Regions from separate parts of the Mus musculus genome. Here all the other regions are linked to region 1. The links are chromatin contacts, called in public HiChIP or PLAC-seq maps. All regions are on one chromosome and are shown on one strand. The core of a region is the stretch at or near the end of the contact, and the rest is flanking DNA. Distances in the headings are between cores, read along the strand shown.

Region 1 (4,121 bases), core at 942-3,441:
CCAGCCTGGTCTACAGAATGAATTCCAGGACAGCCAGGGCTACACAGAGAAACTCTGTCTCGAAAAACAAAAACAGGGCTGGTGAGATGGCTCAGTGGTTAAGAGCGCCGACTGCTCTTCCGAAGGTCCCGAGTTCAAATCCCAGCAACCACATGGTGGCTCACAACCATCCGTAACGAAATCTGATACCCTCTTCTGGAGTGTCTGAAGAAAACTACAGTGTACTTACATATAATAAATAAATAAATCTTTAAAAAGAAAACAAAAACAAAAAAAAACCCCACACACATTAAACAAAGTTACATGTTTTACCATACCATGAATACATATATTTATGAAAACAAGTAAGGAGCATTCCAAAAGACTATCCAATCTGATAAGGAGAGGGAGGGAACTGGATTTGGAGCGGAGTCAGAGAGGACTGATTTATTCTCAATGCCTTTTCCAGGAAGAATGTATTTATGCATTAATGGTGTTTTGTTTTTCTTCTGGAGGCTGCCAGAGAGACAACCAAACCATGGAAGCACTGATGAATGCTCACGCTATCCTGAGCTGGTGTTCTATGGATGGAGAGTGATGGAGGGCGGTGGCTGTGGGCTGGGGCAGGAGTGTGTAAAGCTTGAGCAACTGAAGTGTTTGTGCTTTTAGGAAGGCAAATGGAGGTATCATTCCTCAGCAGGGTTTATTGGCTGTTGTAAATTACTTTCTGTTGCAAAGAGTTGCCTCAGGAGACAATTAAATTTAGATCTTATTGTTCGCAGGTTGCCCGAGACAGGTGTTGACTTGCTGAGGCTTTGCACAAACAGCACTGCCTGAGAGTGAGCTCTCCTGCCTGGACGGTAGGATCCTCCTTTTCAGAGGTCGGATTAGCTGTGGCTTTGAAAGGTAGTGAGTGCCTCATTGATAGATGTATCCAATCCAGGAGGTAGTGGATGGTCTATACTGCAACACTGAAGGCAGCGTGCAGATCTCCATACCTAACCTGGCACTGTAGCTAACCCAACCAATCGACCCTTACCAAATGAACACAGTGACTAGAAGCCTGTGAAGTTTCCAGGTGGTATCTCTTGGTAGATTGCATCTCTGCTAGAGTCTTGGATCTCTTGGGGTGGACTGGGGTTTGTAATCTTGGATGTGGGAGGCACTGTTACAATCATTGTTCTGCTCGTTATTCTGAGCAGTTAATAAATATCAACCACAATATTGCCTGTTACCAGATCGGCAAGCACTGGTTTATTACAATTATCCACCAAGCTCACTGGTGTCTGCTCCAGGCTGAGCTTGCAGATCTGCCATTCCAGAGCTTATGGATAAAGCCCAGAGGGTCAAAGTCATCAAATGCAGACTGTCCATTTGTTCAGTGTGAAGGGGAACACTAAAATGTTGGGGGCTAACTATGAAGCCTTCCTCTGTGCCCCAATTCTCTAGCCCTACCACCGACCAGTAATATGAGCTAATTAATCACCCAGGCCTGTTTTGCTCTATATAATGAAGATAATGATGGTATGAAATGCACCGAGCTGTATGAGTATTATAGTTAATCAACAGAATTTGATTCCGGGGATACTAACTACATAATAGGAACAGAGTTCGAGTTCAAGCTAATAAGGCTTTCTGCTTTTAAATCTCAAGTTTTAGCGTCATCTTCTATAACCCACACGGGTCCAAATGACTGTTCTCTCTACTAATCTTGTCCACATTCACCCTCAACTCGTTCACTTCCTCTTTGCACGGTCCATCTTGTGGCTTTCACTCAGTCTACATGACATATGTAGACATGGGCATTTTGGGCATTAGGCCTGGACCACAGACTTTCTAGATTGGCCTCTGGTAGGCTAACAGTACTTACTGTGTAAAGTTGGAAAGGATGGAACCGGCCAGGACCACTTCAGGTAAAAGCCAGAAGCACTTTATTTAACCCCACCCAGTCTTTGGCAAGCTACAAAGAGCGGGCAGTTTTTCTAAGACTCTAGTTTTGCCTCTAGGGAAACCAACAGACATGCGACAGCAGTTGATTCTTGAGTTTCTTACATCAGCCCCTAGCTGCAAAGTGGGCGCACACTACAACTCCCAGACGTCCTCGGGTCTAAGGGGGCGGAGTCTGCTCCGCTCTAGAAAATAGGATTCACCAATGGGCGCCCAGAGCGCTGGGGGGGGGCGGGTCCATGGGCGGGTCCGCGGGGGAGGAGGCAGTCGAGCGGCGCCGGTAGTCAGTCGCGCCGAGAGCGCTGGGACAGGACGGCTGTGCGTGTAGAGGGTCTCTGCATAGCGACGCGCGCTCTCGCTGGGCCATGGGTAAGCGGCTGGCGGGCGGCGCCGGGGTCAGAGGGCTGGGGTCCCAGAGCGATCGTGGCTCTCAGGGTAACCCGAATGTCTGCGTGCTCTCTTCTCGTGGAAAGTCGGGGCGGCCAGGGGCTTCCCAGGCGTTTATCTCGAAACTCTCCTCTCCGAGTCTGGACTGAAATTCACTGAGCCGCCCACACTTCCTGCTGCGGTTTCAATCTCGAGCTGCTCTGGGCCCATTTGTTGTGACAGCTGTCAGCAGCAGCTTCTCGGCCGCGGGCCCCTCCCTGCCCCGTGCCAGCCCAGCGCTTCGCTTCTCAGAAACCGAGGCGCCCGGGCCGCGCGCAGCGCTTCCCACTGCGGCCGCGATTCCTGAAAGTGACTGCGCGGGTTTTGAAGAAATTGCTCAATGCGCTTTGAAGAATCAACGGTTCCTCTTTTCTGCCAAGGGACATGCTGATGGTTTGACGGTCACACGCTTCAGATCCCCTGCTCCTTCTCTCTTCTCTTTCCTTTTTCTTTTTGTTTCTTTTTCTTTCCAACCCCCAGCAGGAAAGACGGTTTCTTTTTACCCGCCTGATCTTCTGAGTTTCCCTCTTTTCCCTCGGGTCTCTTCAAAGGGACAGGGTGATGGCCCTGGACTGGGGGTGTTTAGTGGACCGAGGGCAGAAGCTCAGGCTGCCAGAGTGCGACGAACAAGTTTGGCTTTGCTCTTATTGCGAACTAGGGGCACAACCACACCACCGATCTGTGGCCCTTTGCACTCACTACCCAGGCGTTGCTCCCTGGCCGGGGTCACATCCCACACCTAACCCACAGGCACAGTGGGGCCAACCGTAGGCCGGGAAGGCCTCAAATTAATCCCAAATTGTGCTGCTCAGGCTGTATCCCCTAGTTTGCAGAGTCTTTCATTTCAGATGAGTGTAACAGGTGCTCCTTGCCCCGCCCCGCGGGCACTGCTGGGAATTGATGCAAATCTAAGGATCTCAGTGTCTAAAGAGGATGGATGCCTGGGCAGGGGAGGGTGAGGAATGTTAAGCTAGAGGGTCTGTCTCTACAGCAGTTAGTGTCCTAAATGACTGCTTGGCCTAGAACTTGAAGTGACAGAGGCAGAATGGCCTAGAATTATATACCCCACCCCGTCTTCTATTACAGAGAAACTGAGGCATAGAGACAGACTAAGGTCTGACAGTGAGGGAGGACCAGGCTTCAAAAACTCCTTGCTCTTTCTCTTCTTTCCTAGTGGCCTTCCGCTGCCCTCGGTGGGAAGCTGATCTGTAATGATCTAGATTGCCTCTTGGACGAGTGTAGCAGGCACCGTGCTAGGGTGAGGAGAGGAGGAGAAAGGAAAAGTGAGGTCCGGAAGTTCCCTGTGTAGGGGTTTTGGCCTTCTGTTGAGTCAACCTCTGCAGCTTGTTTCAGCATAGGTGGGGTGGGAAAACCGGAAATGATACATAGAGAGAGCAATTTTCATCAAACGTATGGATGAAGGGTGGGGCGGTGAAGACTCAGTCCTCCCAGGAGTAGGATCTCTTGGGCTCTCTCAGGGCAGTTGGAGTCTGGAATCTCATACCTGGTGCCCCTACACCCCTCTCTGCCTTTATGCAGCCCCTAGGACTCTCAGCTTGTCTCTAGCCGCTAACAGAGCTTGGCAGAGGTGCTGAGGGTGGGCTGTGGCTGGTGCTGTGTCCTGGATCCTCAGACTCCTGTCCAGCTGTCCTCAAGGCTGGCTCTTGGTAGGACTGTCCCCCCCCCCCCCCCAAACTGCCTACTGGAGCAAGCCCAAGGAGGAGAATGCCAGGCAGTTGGCTTCTGCCATAGAGTGGACTGACCGCTTC
Region 2 (4,121 bases), core at 436-2,935, 230 kb after region 1:
ACCAAGTTTTCCAAGTCTGTCAGATTGTCCAGAGTCAGTCTGGAGCTGTTAAATCTTTCCAGCTAGGGCAGAAGAGACACCCGAGCCCGACATCAGCCACAGGGTAGGGGCGGGCTGCTGGCTAAACCAGTTCTGCTTTAAAGAAGCACCCAGTTGCTTTGGCTGCTGACAGCGGCCCTTACTGCTCCCGATACCCACTCTGCCCCACTCCCATCACCCCCTTCCAAGAACACTCACTTTCTTCCTTTTCTCTTCCTCCAACTTTAGTTTCTCCCGGGCCACAGCCTCTTGGGGTCCCAGCGTCCAGCCACTAGGCCAGCCTCCAGGATCAGGAACTCCACGTCCAAACTCCAACGCTTTCCTATCAACTCTTTCTCCACTTACCTGCAGGACACGTAGGATAGATTAAGGATCGGGACAACTGTAGGGGTGCTTTGAAATCAGTGGTGGCATGGCATTAAGATGGCAGAGCCCAGACATACAAAGAGCAGATGTGAACCTGGGAGTCAGTCTGACTCTTCCTGCTGAATACTTCCTGGTTGGCTGCACTGTTGGCATGCAGGCACATGTGCACACGCATGTACACACACACACACACATACACACCACCTGCAATTTTCACCAACTGTGGCAATGGCCAAGGCCCAGGGGAAATGACTGGCTGTCCCTATCAGCAGATCACAGAGTTGAGGGGGTGGAGTCTATTTATACTGCTGTGTTCATGCCAGGTGACACCTTAGCTTCCACCCTGCGCTTCTACCCGCAGATTCCTATGAGGTTATGCCACACTGCCACCTGACTCGAGCTTAGAGATGAGAGGCCCTTGGGCCAAATTCCAAATCCCTGCTTTCAGCCCTTGGGTCTTAGAGAAATTATGTTTCTGCCTCGGTAAGATGGGCTCAGTGACCATCCACTACAGCCTACCCATTCCCTTAGCAGCCACCCGGGGAGCCAGAGAACACATAGGTTGCAGATGCTGGGAGAGAAGAACAGGCTGAGGCTTCTGGCCAAATGGCCTAGCTTTCCCTTCTAAGCCACTGTAACAACCTCAAGCCCCTAGGACCCGGCTTGGACATTTACCTCCCAGAGGGGCCACCACACCACAGTGAGACATGTGTGCCCCATACCCTCTTTGCCCCACGTCACCAGCATCACATAGCTGTACTGCCATGGCTATTTCTCTCGCTGCTGGGGGAAATCCAGGAACACCCCTTAAAGTGACCAGACCCTCTGGAAAGTTCCATCTGGACCGCCTCTTGCTTGACCTAAAGGAACTGTGCGTACAGCTATATCCATGGCTACCAGAATAACTATCACCATTTCTCTTCCACCATCCAACAAGGGCAAACCTACAAGTTTGAGGGTGCAGCTCTTTGGTAGGGTGCTACCCTCACATGTGTGAAGCCCCAAGATGGACCCCCAGAACCACATTCACCAAAACCAAACAGACTCAGTAACTCGAGTTCCCCCATCCTCTCGCAGCTCCTTCCCCTCACATGAGACCTGACCCTCAGATCCCAGAAAGCCTACCCTCACTCAGCCAGACTTCGCTACTCTGGCCACATGCTCTGGGTCCCTGCGCCTTGTCCTGAATCTTCAGCGGTCACCCATCCTCCTCACATCCTTACCAACTGCTCAATGCTGATGAAGTCCATGGTCCCCCCTTGCTCTCCATGCACCTAGCGAATTGAGCTCAGCTCTTTTATGGGAGAGCACTCTCTTGGGGGAGGGAAAGGACAAAGCTTGTGCCCAGGCCAGATGACTCTGGGGCCCTGTCACACTGACCAAAATACCGTTCTGGGAATGTGGCCCACTGGGGGCGGGAAAAGGAGCTGTCTGGTGCTGAGTTGGCAGTCTCCTCCCTTGGACACCCACTACCCTGCACCTGCTGCACCCACATCTACCAGGGAGCCATTTTACCACCCCATGGTCTGGGATGCCTGGGCCAGACTCAAGGGAAACGTCTCTTACTCTTCAGTTTAGAACCCACTGGTGAGAAGCCCAGGCTCACAGTATAGATCTGGCTGCCTGAGATGCTGCAGAGTGCCCAGTGCAGTCAGCCCAGCACAAAGCAGGCAACCTACAGAGGACCTCAGGAGCAATGACATAAGAGGCTGACCTAATGCCTTGTGAATTCTCATGGGCTACGTGATGAAACTAGGCTTCATACCATTTCCCAACTGGCTAGTCTTAAGGCTGCCCTTCCCTCCCAGATTTGTCCCTCAGCCGGCTGACAGCCAGCATGGCCTCCTGCCCAGCCTGTCATCAGCCCTCATATGGCTGAAGGAGCCTTCCAGGTCCACATCAGATACTCTCTGGGCATGAAGCATGCCCTTCAACAGGGCAAGGGGACGGAGACCTGCTCCAGGTCTTGCTCCGTCTGTCAATAGCCATGACGGCCAGCCACGAAGCAAACTGTTTTTAGCCAACAAAAATCAAATACCTAATTCTTGAGAAGCCAGGAATGCTTTTCACTCCGCTGTGCCCTGAACTCCAGCGTGACCTTTGAGAGGAAATCAGATACCCAGTAAACAAGATTCTTGCACAGGCAGCATCAACAGAGATGACCATGTAAGCTCGAGGGGAGGGGTGGCTAAAAGGACTGAAGACCATGGAGGGTCAGCAGTGTGCTTTTTAAAGCGGCCTGGGTATGCTGGCCCTGCAAAAACACCCTTGGTGATGAGGAAAAACACTTACTCCTAAGGAAGAAGGCAGATAAAGTCAGAGTAAGCCGGGCAGTGGTGGCGCACGCCTTTCATCCCAGCACTCGGGAGGCAGAAGCAGGTGGATTTCTGAGTTCGAGGCCAGCCTGGTCTAGAGTGAGTTCCAGGACAGCTGGGGCTACACAGAGAAACCCTGTCTCAAAAAAAAAAAAAAAAAAAAAAAAAAAAAAGAAAGAAAGAAAGAAAGAAAGAAAAGAAGAGAAAAGAAAAAAAGAAAGAGTAGCTCTGCTCTCCACTGTTCTACACTTGATGCAGCTGGGCATGGTTGCACTCGACTGTTATTCCAGTACTCGGTTGGGTAGAGGTGGCGCACACCTTTAATCGGAGCACTCTGGAGGCAGAGGCAGAAGCATTACTGGGAATTTGAGGCCAGCCTGGTCTGCATGGCCAACTCCAAAAAATAAAATAAAATAAAAATAAAATAGGACTTCTACACAGATAGCTTGTGACAAACAAACATTTTGCAGTCAAAAGAGGATCTGGGGTTCAAAGTTCTTCTGAGTCAGCCAGGTGTGGTGGCGCACGCCTTTAAACCCAGCACTGCAGAGGCAGAAGCAGGTGGGTCTCTGAGTTCGAGGCCAGCCTGGTCTACAAAGTGAGTTCCAGGACAGCCAGGGCTGCACAGAGAAACCCTGACTTGAAAAAAAACCAAAAAGAAAAGAAAAGAGAAAATTAATTGGGGCCACTCTGTAACCACCACCAACAATTTTTTTTTTTTTTTTTTTTTTTTAGGAAAATGCTAGTTTGTCCCATACAAAGGGAACTGGTATTATCGCTAAAGTAAAAACAAAAACCAAGATAATTACTCTTTATTTTTAGAATAAATCTAGAGACCTGCATGGTTAGTTACCCTCGCCTCCGTGGCTTAGGGGAAAACACGCCTTCCCAGCCTTTTCTCCTGTGCCTCACAGCTCGTTATTTGAAGAGTGTCATACTGTGGTACAGCTTGGCGCTCTTCCCACACTGCCACCAACGCTGGTACAGGTGGCACCTGACCCCCCTACCAGGGAGCAGGGCAATTTGTCTTCTCTCAGTCCTTCCTCTTCCTCCCCTGCGCACACACAGTCTCACACTGTTGCTCAGACTAGCCTCTGACTCTAATTCTGCCTAAGCTCCCGAGTGCTGGGATTCCATCAGCCGCCATGCCTGGTACCCATGCCTGCTGAGTCTCTCACCCCCAGTGCTGGGGAAGCCAGGGCCTTGTGCTGCTCTCTTGCAGAGTTTGTAAATGAGTCTGTAAGTAGACACCTTTGTAATCAAGGATGAGTCTGCCTATGTTGCCATGGAGACGTCAATGATTAGCGCCACACATTTAAATAGGTATTGCTAGATTGCCATCTATACTGTATGTACCAGTTTCCATGACCACAAGCCAGGCTACTTAAGGCAAGTCATTGC
Region 3 (4,121 bases), core at 504-3,003, 190 kb after region 1:
GTCTACTTTACATGGCATATCAGCAGTACAGAAACTCTGAAATGACTAACTCTGGCATGCTGCTTCTCATGTCTGCAGCCCGTCTCCTTCCCTCTCTGTCTCTGCAGCTGAGTGGATGAAGAGGAGTAGAGTGAGAGGAGGCCGCTGGCTTCATCTGAGCCTTGCTAACTGAAAGGACAGAATGGAGCTGTCTTGAGCAGAGAAGAGAAAGACTGTGGGGTCATGAGCTAGCTCCTAGCCCTGTCAGGTTCCAGGTGTTGAGGCTTTTAGCTTACAGTTGGATAGAAGATTTGAGGACACAGAAGAAGGCTACAAAATTTTACTTAGAGTCTGGGAATATAGCACAATATTCGAGTGCCTGCCTAACCTGCACACAGCCTTGATTTGGGATAGCGGTGCTCTCTGATGTGGGCAGGACGGTGCAGACCCTATAACCCCATGCACTTGGGAGGTAGTGGCGGGAGGGTCAGGGGCTCAGCTCCACAGGGAGCTTCAGAAAGTTCAGCTACATGAGACCCTGCCTTGAAGCAACAGATTTTTTTTTTTTTAATTTGAGCTATCTTGACACTTGTCTATTTAAGTCACTAGCAAGGACTCAGCTCTCCAGCATTAAGAGGTCAGGGAGGAACCAAGGATAGTAACACACCTCTACACACTTGTAATTCAAGCCCTTAAAAACTAAGTCAGTCGGGAGGTTCATGAGTTCAAGGTCAGCACAAGCTACAGAAGACAAAATCTGGCTGCTCACAACTACTGTCACTCCAGTTCAGTTCTGGAGATCTGACACCCTCTGCTGGCTTCCAGGGGCACTAAGAGTACGTACATGTGGTACACAGAGTGCATCCAGGGAAACACACACACATTTTTTTTAATTAAAAAAAAGAAAAGGAAGAAAGGAAAGGAAGAAAGGAAAAGGAAAAAGGAAGAAAAGAAAGAAAAGGAAGACACCCTGGGGCCAGGAATACAGCAGGGAAATGTCTGTTGCCAACGGAAAGGGGTTTCCAGGAGGGAGTAAGGACCACTGGCCAGCAGGTCCTCTAAGAATAAAACCTTCCCATTGAAGGTCACTGGTGATCTTAACAGAAGTGTCTTCTGTGAGAAAGAAAGGTTCTGCCATGATGAACAGCTGTCCCCTTTGGCAAAGCACACAGCTTGGGGGGCCTGAGCTAGCCCAGCATAGGGTTCTAAGTGGCTTCTTAGCTAGAAACCTTTTTGTAGGGCCCAGTGGGCAAGCTAGTGTCAAGAATTTTTGGCATTGAGCAAGGCCGACTGCTCAGTGGTTCCCTAGTGCTCCATGCCCACCAGGGGCCTGCCATGTGGGCAGCTGCTAGACTCTCTGTCCAGCTGTCATGTGCACGCCCTGACCATGGGCTTCCTGTGGTCTTGTACTACAGCCTCACTCCTCCTGGAGGCCTCAGAAGCCCTGGCAGGCAGCACCAGGCACAGCCTGTCATTCTCTCCTCCTCCTCCTCCTCTTCTTCCTCCTCTCCATCTTTTTTTTTTCCCCTTCTTGTGACAGGGGGTTAAGTATAGTCTAGGCAAGCCTGGGTTTGGTTGTATAACCCAGGATGGCCTCAAACTTGCAGCGATCCTCCTGTTTTTGCTTCTCGAGTATTGGGATAACAGATGTGAGTTACCATACCCAGTTTCTGTACTCTTTAAACAAAAGGTCCTCAATGTAAGGCCTTTCCAAGCACTGTGGTCCTCCTAGTCATGAGAGCAGTATCTGAAACCTGGCAAGGAAGGCAGACTCCGGTGACTGCCCAGTGACTCAAGCCTAATGTGTTGACATTGCTTCATACCTGACCTAGTGTGCTGTCCCCACAGGCAAGTCCCACCTGGCCATCGTGCAGAAGGTGAACAATGAGGGCGAGGGCGACCCCTTCTACGAGGTGCTGGGCCTGGTCACTCTGGAGGACGTCATCGAGGAGATCATCAAGTCCGAGATCCTCGATGAGTCGGACATGTACAGTGAGTTGAGCCCTCACCATGGGCCCAGAATCCTATTGTATCTCTGAAGTCTGGTATCCCTAGGCAGAGAGGCTACAGGGCATGGCTGGGGAGGCCCCAGAACCCCTGAGTCAGGTCTGGTAGTCAGCTAGGTGCCCTGTATTGTCTGTGGGGAGGAAGGGCACAATGCTGAGCCTCCTTCACCCTCCCTGCCTGGAGCCTGCTGCTCTGTGGAGAGAAGCCTGGGAAGTATAGTTCAGGTCCAGACCTTTCCTCTTACAGCTGATAATCGGACCCGGAAACGGGTGTCCGTGAAAAACAAGCGTGACTTCTCTGCCTTCAAGGACACTGACAATGAACTCAAAGTGAAAATCTCACCTCAGCTTCTTCTGGCTGCTCATCGCTTCCTGGCCACAGGTAAGAGCGTGAAGCGCCTTCCGCCATGGGTAGAAGGAAATGTAGTCACAGAGGGAGTAACCCTGGGCCTCTGACCATTCCTCCCAAGGAGAGCACTGAGTGCTGGCACACACTCACCTTGGAGAGGTCTGGGTATCTTACCCCCCTCCTCCCACAGAGATCATCATGTTCACCACGGCTGCCACAGACTCGCAGACACAGTCTAGCTAGTGTACAGAGCAAGCGCTGAGACATCCAAGGGAGTACCCGGCCCCCGGGCCCTTCAGGCTGTCTCCCTCTGACCTGCTAACCTGCCCTGAAGTAGGGCTTCCACCTTCCCTCTGTGCTGTGCTGTGCTGGGCTGGTTCCTACAGAGCTGACGTGTACCTCAGCAGCACTCCTCCCGTCCCTCTAATTTAAAGCACCTCTGGGACATGGGTGACAGTTGAGACAAACCCTGCCACCCATGCTGCCACTTCCCTTCAGGCCCACTTGCTAAAAGTGTCGGTAAACCCCTTTTCCTTTGTGTTTTTCCGATATGATGCAGAGTAGTAATTGTAGGAACACTTAATTAACATGCACCAGCCAAGAATACTCTACCTGTGGTGCCACTTAAGCATGAGACCACCCAGGGAAGTCGTGTCCCTATCTCCCTGATGAGAAAATGGAGACATGTAAGTTCAGTAGTCTGCCAAAGGGCATGACTGCTCTACTGGAGCTGTGGAAGCTGGCTGATGCCATCTAAGCCGCAGAAGCCAAGCGTGGTACTTCCCAGGGAGGTGCAGGCTGAAGAAATGGCCCAAGCAGGGAGGAAGCCATTCTAGTACAGAGTGGCGTGGTCACGTCCATGTTGGCTGCCTGTCCCGGGCGGGCACCTGTGAAGTCCTGTCTCTCTCCTGCAGAGGTGCCCCAGTTTAGCCCCTCTCTGATGTCAGAGAAGATCCTGCTCCGGCTGCTCAAGTACCCCGACGTCATTCAGGAGCTCAGGTTCAATGAGCACAACAGGTACTGCGTTCGCCACTACCTGTACACCCGGAACAAGCCGGCCGATTGCTTCGTCCTCATCCTGCAGGTGAGCCTCGGACCCAAGGCCTGAGTGTGCAGGCCACTCACGCCTCCCCACACCTGCACCTCGCCTTCTGGTGAACCACGAGAGAGTCTACGGCCTACCCTTGAATGTGCTTGCTCCAGGTTGTGTGTCATCTCCGAGAGGCCACTCTTGTGCCCACAGGTCAAGCCCTTGAATGCTGCAGGGCACTGTGGCCAAGCGTTTATGGCTCTGTTGTGTGCTCTGCCCTGCTTTAGCCCCTCTCCTGTTGCCACACAGGCCTCGCACCATCTCAAGCCACGCTAACCTTAACCCTATGTTCTTTCAGGGGAAGGTGGAGGTAGAAGCAGGCAAGGAGAACATGAAGTTTGAGACGGGCGCCTTCTCGTACTATGGAACCATGGCACTCTCCGTGGCACCCCCAGGTGAGTTGTGGGCCAGGTCCCTGGAGCTCTCTGATACTTGCAAAGTAAGGGCCCTCCCTGGATGGCTCAGAGCAGAAGGAGGCGGGAAGGACCAGAGTTGCCGGGCCTAAGGGAACAGAATGGCCTCTTAACTGTTGGAAGGCTGAGGGACAAGAGAGGAGCAGAGGGTGTCCTGAAGCAGCAGAGGACCAGCTGCTGCGGGAAGGTCTGCAGTCAGGGGCGGTCGGGAGCCGGGCAGCTCATGAGCTTTAGGAATGAAAGGGAGCCCCTGCCTTTGACTTCGGACATCGTGGTGAGATTAG
Region 4 (4,121 bases), core at 746-3,245, 160 kb before region 1:
GAGAAAAAAACCCAATATACCACTGGAATAAATAAACAGAACTGACTGACTGTGACGCTTGTAAAAATGATGTAGTGTAGTCAGCCGAGTATAGTGCTATGCGCTGCAATCCCAGCACTCTGGGAGCAAAGGCAGGAGTGTTCACAGTCACTGAGTTCCAGGCCAGCGTGGCGATGTGAGATCCTGTCTGAGAACCATGACCAGGTCAGTTATGCAAGCAACAATCACTCCAGTCTTGTGCACAATGGTGGTCTGAATGAGAACAGGTCATAGGTTTGAACACTTGATCCCCAGTTGGTGAAACTATTCCCATCAACCACACAGCAGCTCACAACCGTCTTTCTGTATGGGGACAGGTTAGGAGGTATGGCCTAGTTGGAGGAAGGGTGTCACTGGGGGCAGACTGCGACATTTCAAAAGACCTACACCATTCCTGGTATCTCTCTCCATCTCCCACTTATAGTAAAGATGTGAGCGCTCAGCTGTTTCTGCTGCCGTGGTTTTTTTGCCCTGCCATCAAGGCCTCTAACTCTCTGAAACCATAGGCGCAGTTAAAGGCTTTATCAATGGCCTTGGGCATAGTGTTTTCTCACAGAAATAGGAATGAAAAGTAACTGAGACAATTTCCTTCATCAAACCGTCAACAAAATAAACTTTAGATACTGCTGAACCTGCACTTTCTACTCTGCGGGAAGATAATAATTATACATAATATACTTTATAATATAACACAGTCTTACAGCCATACATATCATGGCTCCCAGTTTAGGGTCTTTATGTGATTCCTGAGTGTGCAAATAAATGAGTGGGTTTCTGATTCTTGTGCCTTTTCTTTTCCTCCTGTTTGTTTTGTTCAATTCTGAATGTGTTAGCTTTTGTTTTATCTTTTTATTCTGTATTCTATTATTATCCCTTAGATGCTATTTTCTACTGAGAGACAGAAAGCAGGTGAATCCAATGTGAGGAGGGGAAGGAACGGGAAACTGGAATCGGGATATATTATGTGAGGGGGAAAATTATTTTCAATAAAAGGAAAAAAATAAAGAAAAGAAACAGCTGAGAGAAAACATGAACAAAAGCAGTCATATGCTCAGAGGTCATGAGATGAGAGCCAGCAGGTGGGTCAAAGACCTGGCAGTGCAAACTGTCACTCTGCATGAGACAGCTGCTAAAGATAAAGGACAGAGGATTCCAGCACAGACTGAAAACAAAAAATACTAAAATGGAAGCAAATATGTTAATTAAAATGAAGGACAAACAGAAGACTAAACTAACTAGACAGGAAACACAAAGAACAAAGGACAAAAGACTAAAATAATAAACTACTAAGATTGAGCAGGGTGGGGGGGCGAGCTGAGTGAAGGTGGTTAGCTGCAGGAAGCTCTACAGGAAGGAAGAGATAGAATGGGGAACGGCTGGTGAAGGGCACAAAACTACAAAGGAAAGTGAGTAGAGGGAACACATCCCCAGGTCAGCAGAGGCCAAGAGGCTAAATAGAAGCATGGTGTCCAGGCTAGACAGCAGGCTCAGTAGAGTCTACAGAGTGGCAAGTGGGCTGCCTCCTGCCTGCCACAGTCAGGGAGCAGGGCAGCAGTCTGCTATCAGGAGTGACATGCTCCTGACGCACGGGGCTCTGGTTATAGCCTTGGCTTTGTAGTGACTCCTTGATACACCTGAAGATGGATTCTTTTAATGGATGCTACATATCACAATAAACAACAACATATTTTAAGAAAGACTTTAAACAAGCTGGGTATTGTGGCTCATGCCTTTAATCTCAGCACTACGGAGGCAGAGGCTGGTGGATCTCTAGACCAGCCCTGTCTACAAAGAGAGTTCCAGGCCAGCCAAGGCTACTAAGTGCTACCTGGTCTCAAAACAGCAGCTGCAGCAGCAGATTGACAGTAGATATCTAAAACACTTAAAGCTACAACTGGGGCTGAGGAGAAGGGTGAGGGTAGGAGCCCTGGCTGCTCTAACACCTGTCTGTCACTCCAGCTCAGGGTGATTGAGACTCCCTCTCCTGGTCTCTGGGAGCACTGCACATACAGTGCATAGACCTACATGCAGGCAAAACACCCATGCACATAAAGACAAATAAACAGAACACAAACCCAAACGAAACAAACCTGTAATTTTACTTCTGAAAATGCTTGTTATTGGAAAAGTTATTCAGCAAGCCTTCCTGAAAGTTCTGACATGGAGGGCAGTCAGGGCTAGAAAATTTTACTACTTTTTAGTGTAAATTCTGAGCTTTTTGACAGTCTCAGAGCCTTTGGGATCAGACAAGTCTCTCTCTCTCTCTCACACACACACACACACACACACTCACTCACACTCACACTCACATACTTTCCATGAAGAAATAGTTCAGTTCTGAGAAAGCACACAAACACTACTTCATTTTCAGACACAAATGGCATACTTGTATGTGTAATGTCAACGGTCACTTACTTGATCAAGATTTGAAAGACTGTTGGGATCCTGGCTCAGACCTTGGTACTGTCCCCTGAGTCTGTCTCCAGCAGCTATTTTCCTAAACTTCTTCAGATCCACGACATACAGCGCACTGAGTGGAGAGGAGACACTTGTTACAGACAAACCATCAATTGATGTCAACAATGAACCCAACTGAATGGTGGGAGAGGTCATGGATGGAACAGGCCAGTGTCCCAGAGAGAGAGTGGAAGATGCCGCAGAGGGCGCATGCACATGGCCAAGAGGATCACACACCTGCAGGCTATGGCCTGCTCTGACGGCTCACTTTGGCCAGCTTTTTATTTTGTTGTCTTACAAGGAAACTAATTTCTGAGGCAAGATTTCTATCTAGGGGCTGGAGAGATGGCTTGGTGGTTAAGAGCACTGACTGCTCTTCCAGAGAACCTGAGTTCAATTCCCAGCAGCCACATGGTGGCTCACAACCATCTGTAATGGGATCTGATGCCCTCTTCTGGTGTGTCTGAAGAGAGCAACAGTATATTCACACACATAAAATAAATATAAGAAAGACAAAAAGAAATCTGGCTAACTCAAAAGATCCAGTGATAAAGATCACTGAAACTGATAAATGATAACAATTTGCCACCACTATCCTGACGACATCTTAAGATAACAGGAGAGGAGCAGGCAGGGTTCCAATTCTCTGCAGCCAAGAAACACGGAATAAAACTGAAGTCACCGCAGCCATCATTCATCTCTGTGTGTGCTCATTTTAACAAGGAGTTACTTAGGGCCCTGAGGATTGTCGCAGAGGTTAGGAGCCCTGGCTACCCTTCTAGAGGATCAGAGTTTGGTTCCCTTCATGCACACAGTGGCTCACCATCTTCTGTAACTCCAGTTTCAGGGACTCTGACATCTTCTGGCCTTCATGCAGGCAAAATACTCATACACATAAAATAAGTCAATCTTTTCTTTTTTTAAAAAAGATGTATTTTTTGTTTTTTTTTTTGTAAATGTGTATGGGTGTTTTACCTGCATCTATGTCTGTATATCACATGCAAACAGTGCCTACACAGGCCAAAAGGTGCCCTGGACCTGGGCTTATAGGCAGGTGTGAGCACCCATGTGGGTGTGGGTGTTGGTGCTATGGAAAAGTAGCCAGTGGTCCTCATCTCAGAGAACATCTCTCCAGCTCGATAATATTTCTTGTATATGTCCTAGCCTCCAAATCACCTTCTTCCAGAAGACATGGAGTGTCCATTTGAAGTAATAAATGCATATACTGGTATACTGGTTGTGGGTTTTGTTTGTTTGGTGTTTTTTTGTTTTTTAGACAGGGTCTCACTTTGTAGACCATGCTAGCTTTAAACTCACAGAGATTCCCTGGCCTCTGTCTCCCAAGTGCTGGGATTAAAGGCATGTGCCACCCAAAGGTTACGAATATGCTTGAAATAGGCAAAACAATGTACTTAGTAGATTATACATCAGGACACACTCACAGGAAAACTATGAAGAACATACTGCAGTATATGCAGCTAAACAAATAAACTAAGTCTCTCTTTATATGTAGTATAAGAGGCATAAGCAGGGCACCCTCTCAGTACCTGATGTGATACTTTCGTCCAGCCAAATGACTGGCCCAGTACCCTGACTTCCAGAAGCGGTAGCCATCCATCTCTCTC

What was found. HiChIP or PLAC-seq counts read pairs in DNA pulled down with a chosen protein or histone mark.
Region 2: a contact with region 1 is called in a FOXA1 HiChIP or PLAC-seq map of pancreatic cancer cells. The contact joins the promoter of Ankrd23 here to the promoter of Arid5a in region 1. A contact is called at or near these places in 3 of 39 promoter capture datasets (cranial neural crest and liver), 1 of 15 datasets of contacts at CTCF or cohesin (the NIH/3T3 cell line), 7 of 115 datasets of contacts at active chromatin or transcription factors (bone marrow-derived macrophages, effector CD8 T cells, embryonic stem cells and 3 more) and 3 of 9 other capture datasets (adipose tissue, liver and pancreatic islet).
Region 3: a contact with region 1 is called in an HNF4G HiChIP or PLAC-seq map of pancreatic cancer cells. The contact joins the enhancer-like site here to the promoter of Arid5a in region 1. A contact is called at or near these places in 16 of 39 promoter capture datasets (the 3T3-L1 cell line, 3T3-L1-derived adipocytes, the HPC-7 cell line and 9 more), 26 of 484 Hi-C or Micro-C datasets (the AML12 cell line, the BV-2 cell line, the Ba/F3 cell line and 19 more), 21 of 115 datasets of contacts at active chromatin or transcription factors (the 230-238 cell line, DN3 thymocytes, the HPC-7 cell line and 12 more) and 4 of 9 other capture datasets (adipose tissue, embryonic stem cells, liver and 1 more).
Region 4: an H3K4me3 HiChIP or PLAC-seq map of pro-B cells shows a contact between it and region 1, with 2.0 times the contacts expected there. The contact joins the enhancer-like site here to the promoter of Arid5a in region 1. A contact is called at or near these places in 2 of 39 promoter capture datasets (the HPC-7 cell line and HPC-7-derived erythroid cells), 10 of 115 datasets of contacts at active chromatin or transcription factors (the 230-238 cell line, CD8 T cells, the HPC-7 cell line and 6 more) and 4 of 9 other capture datasets (adipose tissue, embryonic stem cells, liver and 1 more).

The regions. Positions count from the first base shown.
Region 1 is chr1:36,305,542-36,309,662 of GRCm38.p6, forward strand. It overlaps Arid5a (AT rich interactive domain 5A (MRF1-like)), which reads left to right and starts at 2,192. Exons shown (of 7, transcript NM_001172205.1): 1 at 2,192-2,295. The coding sequence starts at 2,292.
Region 2 is chr1:36,534,054-36,538,174 of GRCm38.p6, forward strand. Ankrd23 (ankyrin repeat domain 23) reads right to left here and starts at 1,686. Exons shown (of 9, transcript NM_153502.4): 1 at 1,629-1,686; 2 at 238-384; 3 at 1-62. The coding sequence starts at 1,655. Ankrd39 (ankyrin repeat domain 39) reads right to left here. Exons shown (of 4, transcript NM_026241.4): 4 at 4,118-4,121.
Region 3 is chr1:36,496,163-36,500,283 of GRCm38.p6, forward strand. It overlaps Cnnm4 (cyclin M4), which reads left to right. Exons shown (of 7, transcript NM_033570.2): 2 at 1,828-1,971; 3 at 2,233-2,367; 4 at 3,249-3,418; 5 at 3,723-3,819. Among named protein-coding and RNA genes, the nearest start is that of Cnnm3, 14 kb to the right of the region's middle. Within about 2 kb of position 1,754, at least 13 of the 459 cell types and tissues checked have an H3K27ac peak or open chromatin away from gene starts, as enhancers often do. A contact at or near this core is called in pancreatic cancer cells, where this site is marked.
Region 4 is chr1:36,147,591-36,151,711 of GRCm38.p6, forward strand. It overlaps Uggt1 (UDP-glucose glycoprotein glucosyltransferase 1), which reads right to left. Exons shown (of 41, transcript NM_198899.2): 37 at 4,044-4,121; 38 at 2,455-2,569. Among named protein-coding and RNA genes, the nearest start is that of Mir6897, 5.3 kb to the left of the region's middle. Within about 2 kb of position 1,996, at least 36 of the 459 cell types and tissues checked have an H3K27ac peak or open chromatin away from gene starts, as enhancers often do. A contact at or near this core is called in CD8 T cells, the HPC-7 cell line, the SCID.adh cell line and 2 more, where this site is marked.